Linked DNA regions of Mus musculus: regions 1 and 2 are each linked to region 3. The links are chromatin contacts, called in public HiChIP or PLAC-seq and promoter capture Hi-C maps. All regions are on one chromosome and are shown on one strand. Each heading gives the region's core, a stretch centred on a gene start, on an enhancer-like site or on the middle of the called end of the contact. The rest is flanking DNA. Distances are from core to core; before and after follow the strand shown. Region 1 holds the start of Tnfaip8l2 (tumor necrosis factor, alpha-induced protein 8-like 2). Region 2 holds the start of Pip5k1a (phosphatidylinositol-4-phosphate 5-kinase, type 1 alpha). Region 3 holds the start of Snx27 (sorting nexin family member 27).

What was found. Promoter capture Hi-C pulls out the DNA fragments that hold promoters and counts their contacts. HiChIP or PLAC-seq counts read pairs in DNA pulled down with a chosen protein or histone mark.
Region 1: a contact with region 3 is called in a promoter capture Hi-C map of pre-B cells. The contact joins the promoter of Tnfaip8l2 here to the promoter of Snx27 in region 3. A contact is called at or near these places in 3 of 39 promoter capture datasets (liver, pre-B cells and stem cell-derived epiblast-like cells).
Region 2: an H3K27ac HiChIP or PLAC-seq map of microglia shows a contact between it and region 3, with 4 times the contacts expected there. The contact joins the promoter of Pip5k1a here to the promoter of Snx27 in region 3. A contact is called at or near these places in 1 of 39 promoter capture datasets (pre-B cells) and 2 of 115 datasets of contacts at active chromatin or transcription factors (microglia and pancreatic cancer cells).

Annotation. Positions count from the first base shown.
Region 1 is chr3:95,141,035-95,143,794 of GRCm38.p6, forward strand. Tnfaip8l2 (tumor necrosis factor, alpha-induced protein 8-like 2) reads right to left here and starts at 1,320. Exons shown (of 2, transcript NM_027206.3): 1 at 1,281-1,320.
Region 2 is chr3:95,105,350-95,108,339 of GRCm38.p6, forward strand. It overlaps Pip5k1a (phosphatidylinositol-4-phosphate 5-kinase, type 1 alpha), which reads right to left and starts at 1,581. Exons shown (of 15, transcript NM_008847.3): 1 at 1,027-1,581. The coding sequence starts at 1,102.
Region 3 is chr3:94,581,304-94,584,399 of GRCm38.p6, forward strand. Snx27 (sorting nexin family member 27) reads right to left here and starts at 1,413. Exons shown (of 12, transcript NM_001082484.2): 1 at 942-1,413. The coding sequence starts at 1,246.

The DNA of each region.
Region 1 (2,760 bases), core at 70-2,569, 560 kb after region 3:
GGTGACAAGCCCTGTTTTACAGAGAGAAATCTCAGACTGAAGGACTCTTTTTTGTTGTTTTTGTTTTTTCAAGACAAAAGTTTCTCTGTATAACCCTGGCTGTCCTAGAACTCGCTCTGTAGACCAGGGTGGCCTTGAACTGAGATCTGCCTGCCTCTGCCTCCTAAGTGATGGGATTAAAGGCATGTGCCACCACCTCTGGGCAAAGCTAAGAGATCTTAAGCAACTTGGCCTAGTAAGTATGAAAACAGGCTTCAAGGAGTGGGACAACACTCTCAGACAACAGATGCTCACAGTCACCTATAACTTTAGCTCCAGGGAGACCCAACACCTCTGGCCTCTACTCACACATATACATAATAAATAACAGACACAAATTATGAGAAAAAATAGGCTACAAGTCAAATAACCCCTCCACATTCGCCCTCCAACAAGGAGGGCGCTCTTTTGAAGGGTGGCTGCGGCAGCAGGTAGTGGTCTCAGGCTGGCTAGGCTGAGCAGAGCGAGGCCTTCTTGGTGGTATATCCTGTGCCTACGGACAGGGTCTTCTCACCATGGGCCTTGACTGTGCTTCTTCTGGTTGTTTTGCTTCTTACTTCCCCCTCCCCGGCTCTGCAGGATGTGGCTGTGACCGCAATGAAGGAGCAACCTCACCCTCTCCCTCAAATGAAAATAGGAGTCCTCTCAGAGGGAGGACAGCCAGGGGGCTCTCTCCGGCAGCCGAATCACTCCAATGGGAACCTGCCATCTTGATTTGTTTCTGCCTTGCCCTGTGGATCTTTCACACTGGAGATGATTTTTCTATAGGGGCCCGCTTTCCTTCCCTACCTGCCCTCCTCTTACCCAGCTCTCTATTGCTCCCTTTGCCATCTCCAACTAGGTCCCCAGTCCTCCCAGGGTAGCTATGTCACTCGCTCTTTTTGTCCCAGCCTCTACGTGACCCTCATGAATCTCTAGCCTAGCAAAGGTTTCTTTCACTTTGCGTCACTGTACTTCCATGTCCGAAGATACTGTAGATCTCTAAATCTCTAGTCGTTACCCCATGTGCATCTCTGTCCCTCAGCTCTAGACTCAGCCACCATCCCAAGCCAGGTCTCACTCTCAGACAGCCTTGCCCCATCCACTAAATACACTAAAATGGTTCTGGGGAGAGAGGGGGAGACCCAAGAATTCTACAAGCGAGAGTTTCACAAGACAGAAAGAAAGGTGAAGGTGAAAGGGTCAGGATATCCTGTCAGTGTCACCCCGAAACCCACCCTCTGTCATTGCCAGACTCTCACCTGCCGTGTGCTGGGTGCCAGTCTGGCCTTGGATGTTTCTGAGAGCTCACAGAATGGAGAAGCTCCTAAGAGGCCCTTTGGTCTAGCCCCACCCCAGGCCCCGCCTATCTACTCTCCACCTCCGGTTCATCATCACTGTCACCAAGAAGTCCAGTGTCCCAAGAGCCACCTAGAAATAAGACAAAGGTCAAAAGGAATGGAATTCTGTAGGAAGCACCAACTCTGAAGTGGCAAGGACGGATTTACACACCTCCACCTAATAAAAGGTCTGCTTCTTTCTTGCTGCCTAATATTTTTGTGGTACTGAAAACCGTGCAGAGTCCAGATTTTAATGTGAGAGACAGTGAGGGAAGTACTGAAAGATCATCGAGTGGTGTAGTAGAACAGCATTATACAAGCATCTTCAGGCCCTAGAAGGTAAGATTGGCACAGACTGCCCCAGCCAGAGCAGGCAGGAGGTAGGTGCCAAGGTTAGGGCTGCTGAGCCATGCGTGACCAGCAGGTGTCAGCATCGAGCCAAAACGCTGGAGTACAGAGCTTAATAGCTTTAAAGGGCCTGATAAATGAGGGTAGACTCCAATGAGGCAAAACTACACCTTTAATCCCAGCATTCTGGAGGCAGAGACAATCCAATCTTTGAGTTCAAGGCCAGCCTGGTCTACAGAGTGAGCTCCAGGCCAGCCAGGGCTGCATAGTAAAATTCTTGTCTTGGAAAAACCACCCACAACTCCAGCTCCAGGAATTCCAGTGTTCTCTTCTGGCCTCCAGAGTCACCTGAATAAATCAGTACATGAACATACACTTGGGCACACACAGACACACAAATCTTTAAAGGAGTGAATTATATAGCTTTCTTCAGCACAGATTGAGAACCCAAAAAAAGGCCTTAGGATTCAGGGATTTAAAAACTGATTTGGGGGCTTCCAGAGACTGGAGTCAGCGACTCCATGGCTCAGTGACTCACTGATCTTCCAGATGTTCTGACTTTTATTCCCAGCACCTATATCTGGTGGTTCATAACCACTAGTTAGTTCCAGTGGATCTAATACCTTCTGGTCTCCTTGGATACCTACACACATGTAGAATACACATACATACAAACAATAAAAGTCTTTAAAAACATATTTAGTGTGTGCATGTGTGTAGACCAGAGAACAATTTATTTATTTATTTATTTCTCTCTCTCTTTCTTTCTTTCTTTCTTTCGGTTTTTTGAGACAGGGTTTCTCTGTATAGCCCTGACTGTCCTACTGTCCTGGAACTCACTCTGTAGACTAGGCTGGCCTCAAACTCAGAAATCTGCCTGCCTCTGCCTCCCAAGGGCTGGGATTAAAGGTGTGTGCCACCACGCCGGGCTTCAGAGAACAATTTCTGATGTCATCTTCAGGAACCTGGTCTGGTTCACTTTCTTTGAGGCATAGTTTCACTGGCCTGTCTCAGAGTTTCTATTGCCATGATGAACCACCATTCTTGGGGAGGA
Region 2 (2,990 bases), core at 331-2,830, 520 kb after region 3:
ATCATCCTAGGCATTCCTCCAGTCCCTATCCTATTATGCAACATCCTCCCATAGCTCTCAAGTCGCACACACCCCTCCCCATCTTTATGAAGCCTAACCACAGGCCTAACCCCGACTCTTCTACAAGTCAAGGCTTCATTTCATTTACCCTCCTTCTTTTAGGGTGTTTTGACCTTGACCTCCCTCCTCATCCTTTAGATGTTTCCAATGTTTCCCTCTGTGCTGACTATAGTAAGCTCCCATGATCCCAGCACTAAGGCCAGTCAGGAAGGCATAAGAAGTGCCTGTATCAAAATACAAAACAACACAACTCCTCATTCCTTTCCACAGTTGTACAACCTAAAGATAGGAATCCCCTAAAGAGTTAATGTGAGAAAGTAAGCATGTGGCTGGCTGCTGCTGACAAGAGATGAGAGGAGGAATGACGCACTGGGAGGGGGGCGGGCGGGGGGTGGGGGAGGGAGTCTGAGCGGAAAGCCACTCCAGGAACTTACTCCCAATAAAATCCACAATTCCCATGACTCTCCATTACTTTTAAGTTCCATAATCCCCTCAACATTTTGATCTATTAATTTCACAATCACTTTGGTATCTACCTTACACCTTTATCTACCAATACTCCGTTTACGTTATTTTGTCTTATTAAGCCCAGATCCTGATGCATGCTAGACGAGATCTCCACTACTAAGCTGTATCCTCAGTCTCCACTGATTCGTTTCTCCACTCCTGTTGTCGTTTCTCTCTTAACCCCCAACCTTCAGTCTCCATCCTTCCTCCTCAAAGTTCTCAACGCAGTCGCCTCTGAGACACTGTGTGAGTTTTCGTCAGCTTCCCTTTTTCTCAGCGACATCCATCCTTTCCCCCAGACTCCTCTAGTAATAGAATTGTCTACTTCAAAGTCCGGTCCTGTCCTCCCTTAGGGGCAACCCCTCGGACATCCTCAACCACAGGTCCCCTCCCAGGACTCGGTCTTGTTCCCATCTCACAGTCCTCCTCAGTCGGCTGCCCGCGTCCCACCCGACTCACCTGCGGTACCAGCAGGGGCCCCGGCATCAAGGGATGAAAACCCGGCCGCCGCTGGCCCTGAGGAGGCGGACGCCATCTTGGCAGCCCCCTCCCCCTCAGCGGCTTCGCTCCCTTTCAATCCGGCTTTTCCTTTTCTCGGAATCGAATCTTCCCCACGTCTCTTCACAGAACCCGCGTTCGGCGGGCTTCTCACAGGCGTTGTTCAGGCTCCAGGACAAGCTCAGGACCGCACCACTTGCCCGGCATGGGGGAGAGCTGCAGTCTCGCACCTTCCTAGCAACTTGAACTGCTCTCCGCCAAAGCTACCTTCTCTTACCAGACAGGAACACTTGAGCCGGGCCCCGGGAGTCCCGCGTCTCGGATAGAACAAACCTAAAGGAAAACCTAGGCACCTGAGGTGCCCCCAAAAGCGAATGCCCCCCCTCCCTCACCTCCCCAGCCACTGCCTGTTTATCCCCAACTCCACCGCTCGGCTCAGGGTGGGCGGCCAAGGAAACCCCGGTATTGCGCATGCGCCACAGCTTCTCGGCGTTCGTCTATCTAGCCGGAGAAAAGAGAAGCCAATCAGAGGGGACTTCGGATCACGTGACAGATGATGCCACACCCCAAGGAATCCACCGACCGTAGACCGTGAGTCTACGGTGGCTCAGTAGGCCAATATAGGTTCGTATCTTTGATCGGGTTGCTAAGAACTCTTGTTAAGAATCAGCTGGACCGAGATGGACTGAGCTCCTCAAATGACAGTCCTGGAAAGAATTCGGAACGCAGCTCTGTGTCAAGTCCGAAATGTTAAGCTCTTGTGCACTACAAAACATCACAACCATCAAGAATTCTTCCAGCCTTTACTGTTTAAGGTGTCGGCTTGTGGGATCTTCCTTCTAAAGACATAAAAATAGATGTTTTGTTTACTTCAAACAGTGCTAGACACAGCGACAGAGTTCATTAAATGTAAATATTTGATAAATAAGGCAATGAGGATTTGTCAACAATATAAGAAGAAAAGTAAGAAAAATACATAAAAACAAAGTTTAAAAGACCTGATAAAAAAAAGACTACAGACTATCAAATAACCTCCCCCTATCCAAAGTCCTCCTTAGCATTCAGTTGCTAATTATCTATACTCCAAAGGGCATAGAAATACAGAGGGATTCTACTCTAGCCTAGTTGTCATATGAACTCTGCCCAGTTTTTTTTTTTTTTTTTTAAAGATTTATTTATTGATTATATGTAAGTACACTGTAGCTGTCTTCAGACACTCCAGAAGAGGGCATCAGATTTCATTAGGGATGGTTGTGAGCCACCATGTGGTTGCTGGGATTTGAACTCTGGATCTTCGGAAGAGCAGTCGGGTGCTCTTACCCACTGAGCCATCTCACCAGCCCTCTGCCCAGTTTTTACAAAGAACCCTAGCAGCTGTGAATATTATGGGAAGCCTAGGGAAGGCCTTTTTGAACAAGCGCTTCTGAAAAGCAAAGACTGTGTGCTAAAGTTCTATGTCCACCTCCTGTCACATTTTTGTACAAGGTAATCACTCAATAATTATTTGTGAAATGAATAAATAAAAGGCATGGGAAAAAACCTCCAGCTTATTGGTTCTAAAGTGGCCTGGACACCTATCCAGATGTTCCTCCAAAGGGAACCCAGGGCCAGAGTATCCATCAAATATCTCCCATTCCTTAACCTCAGATTTCTTCCTCTGCCTTCAAGACCTAAAATATTTGTTTCCTTACTGCCATCTGCTGGATTCTTTGTGCTCCCTTGGGTACTAAAGATTGACAAACTTCATTTGATAGAATTAGCATCACTAATTCAACAGCATTTTGACTCGGTAGCACTGAAGTATTGTATGTTGTACTGTACCTGAAACCTTCGCCCTGCTGTTACTGGTGTCAGACAGTGCTATTCACTCACAGGTGAAGTTGTGTCTCACAGATACTTAGTAAATACTGTTGAATAAATTGTCT
Region 3 (3,096 bases), core at 163-2,662:
CAACATCTCTGGAGCTTTAAGGGATGTGGTGGTGACAAGTGAGCCTGAACAAGTTCGATGAAGGAAGACTGCAGCAGAAGGTGGGTTGCAACAGCAGAAGGGGCCTTAAAAAGAGAAGGGAAAGCTACGTCGAGAAATTTAAAGTGTAGGATTGCAATAGCACAGAGCAGGAGGAAAACGGAGCGGGCAAAGACCTAAGTCGACTGCAGTCTGAGGGAAGCAGGAGCTAGGAGCACTATTAAACCGAACTCCAAGGTGTGAGGAGTGGTGCACGTGGGAAGTCGGGGAGCCAGAAAAGGCTGTACTCAAAAGCAATGTAGCCATGGAGAAGCTAGCCTGAAAATCAGGTTGCAACCCCTCCCCCAAAAACGCATGTGATAAGGTATACTCGAGATGGTGTGACTACAAAGAAGAAGAGGGGAGAAAAGGCCAAACGGTGGATGCAAAAATGTCGGTGTGCTTTTATCATAACGGGGAATAACTAAGGAAAGTGGGTGGAGGGTTAAGGTGGGGAGAAATGATGCCTCCAGAGGAAAATGAGCTGACCACAGGTCCTATCAGGTCTAGAGGGCAGAAGGGACAGTCCACAAGGTCTGAGGGGAGTGGCAGCGACCAGGAAACTATGATGCTAAAGATGAAAAGTTGGGGAGGACACAGTACTGGCTAGGTCGAAAGGAGACTCCCTCAGTAAGGGGCAGAAAGAGGCATGCTATAGAAGAAGGCAAACGGGTTGAGAGCAGCCAAAGGCATGGGAGCAGCAGGGAGAGCACAAACTGGAGACGCCAGGAAAGCAGGAGGCTCCAAGCCGGGCCGCGAAGGCCCGCGGGGGGCGAGGGTCGCGGCAGGCTCTCGAGCTAAGAGAGGTGCGGCCTGGGTGACAGGGTGCGGGGCCAGGACAGGCGAAGGATAGGAGGACGGGGCGTGGCGGCAGCGATACTCACACCTCCAGGATGCGGTCCCCTTTGCGCACCCCGGCCCGGTCGGCCGCCCCCCCGGGCAGCACGGCGCTCACATGCTGCAGCGGCGCGTACAGCTCCCCGTTGATGCTCCGCAGTTGCCCGCCCTCGCTCACTTGGCCCCGCACGTTGAAGCCGTAGCCGGATTCGGACTTGACAATGCGCACGACCCGCGGGCCGCCGCCTCCCCCGCCACCGTTCCCGGCGCAGTGGAGCCCAGACCCCCCGCCGCCGCCTCCATTCCGGTGCGGGGCTGAGGGGTGAATACCTTCCCCGTCCTCGTCCGCCATCTTGCGAGCAAGCGAGCGGTCCCCCGCCCCCCTACGCCTCCACTCCTCCGGCGCGCGCCCGCCCCCTCCGGCAGCCGCGCGACCCCGGCGCGCGCCCGCTCCGCCGACCGCTGGAGCTAGTGGGCCACCGCGCTGCGAGGGGGTGAGGAAAAGGGAGCAAGGCGGGAGAAGCAGACGGTTGGGCGCTGCAGGGCCTCCTGGGAGATGTAGTTCTGCAAATGGTGCATGACGCATCCGGGCTCAAAGCCTTCTGGGAGTTGTGGTTTATTGGGCTTTGGGCTCTGGTTAAGTTTCCTTGGTTGGATGATGAGAATCTTTTTTTGTTTTGTTTTTTCGAGACAGGGTTTCCCTTTGTAGCCCTTGCTGTCCTGAACTGGCTCTGTAAAGCAGGCCGACCTCAAACTCAGAGATCCACCTGCCTCTGCCTCCTGATTGCTGGGATTATGCCCGACCACTAGTTGGTGATTCATTGCAATCTTGAATCGGTTATTCATTTGTATATTCATGTTGGACAAAGCCCCAGCAATCAAGTGATACAACCAGATCGTGAATTCGGTTCCTTATTTCAAGTATTAGGATACGGAACTTTAGTGTTACCAAAGTCAAGCAGCAATTATGTAACAGCATTTAAAGCTCAGCTGTTTTTGCGCAACTTTCTTTTCCATGTTATTGCAACTTCACGGCTATATACAGACATACAAAAAAGCATGTGTGGAGGAAAACAACAGCTTCCATGATTTAGAACTGGATATTAAAGTGGTCAATAATTTTAATTTAGCAAGAGTTTTGAAGTTGCTTTTATCTTGTTTATTTCATTTCTTCCAATAGCACAAGAGAATTCTTAGAAAGCATGCAGTTGGTGTTTTTGGCGATCTGGCAGGATATAAACTTGATAGAGCTGGGTGCCTGGTGACAGCAAGTAATGACAGAAATAATGCACATAGCAATCTACGCCATCACTGCTCCACTTTGGTATTTGATTTCCCCCTACTGATAAGGTCACTAGTTAATCCATTCCTGTTTAGTAGATGTTGTAGAATACACAAGATTCCACAAAGCAAAGACAAAGGAAACAGTATCAGCCTCCTCAGGTATTCTCAGTTCTTCCCCACCAAGCACCATGTAGATAAAGAGCTCTGATGAGTGATGTTCCCCTAAGGTATCAGAGCCTAAGACACACAACTTGGAAAGGTTGCCATTCTGTACAAAGGAATACAGTAGACTTGCTCTTTGTCCTGAGGGGGACATTACTTCATCTCCCAAAGTGACATATTAACACAACCCCCCAACCGGAGAAATAACCTGGAGATAACGAGCCAGGAGTCTTCCTTCTTGGCATCCAGCAGAAGAAGAGGAGAAGCACCAAGAACTACCTTTCTCAACATGACTATGTACCAAGTCTTTACATCTAGAACTTATTAACGCTTTACAGCACTAGCCCAGTCCCTGCTTGGTAGATGAGGTTACACAAGTAAAAAATTATGAACCTAAAAGAAGCAGATAATTTATAAAAACAAACAAGCCCCTGAAAGAGTTTACTGGCCATGGAGAGTTTTTAAGATTACAAGGGACAGAAGAAGCAATAGGGGGATTAAGAGATTTTGAAACATACTGAATGGAGACACAAAGTCACTACAGTTAGAGCATACATATGAAGGTTAAAAAGAAAGGTTTGCATTATAAACAAAAGGAATAAAAGTAACCTTGTTTTACAACAAAGCTGATGAAGACTCTTGGTTAGTTCTGAAATACTGAAATAATAAAGATAGAATAAGTTTTGCTTCAACATAATGATGGAATCTGGTTTGGACTTGAATAATTTATTTTGAATTGAGTACTGGATGGAAAGA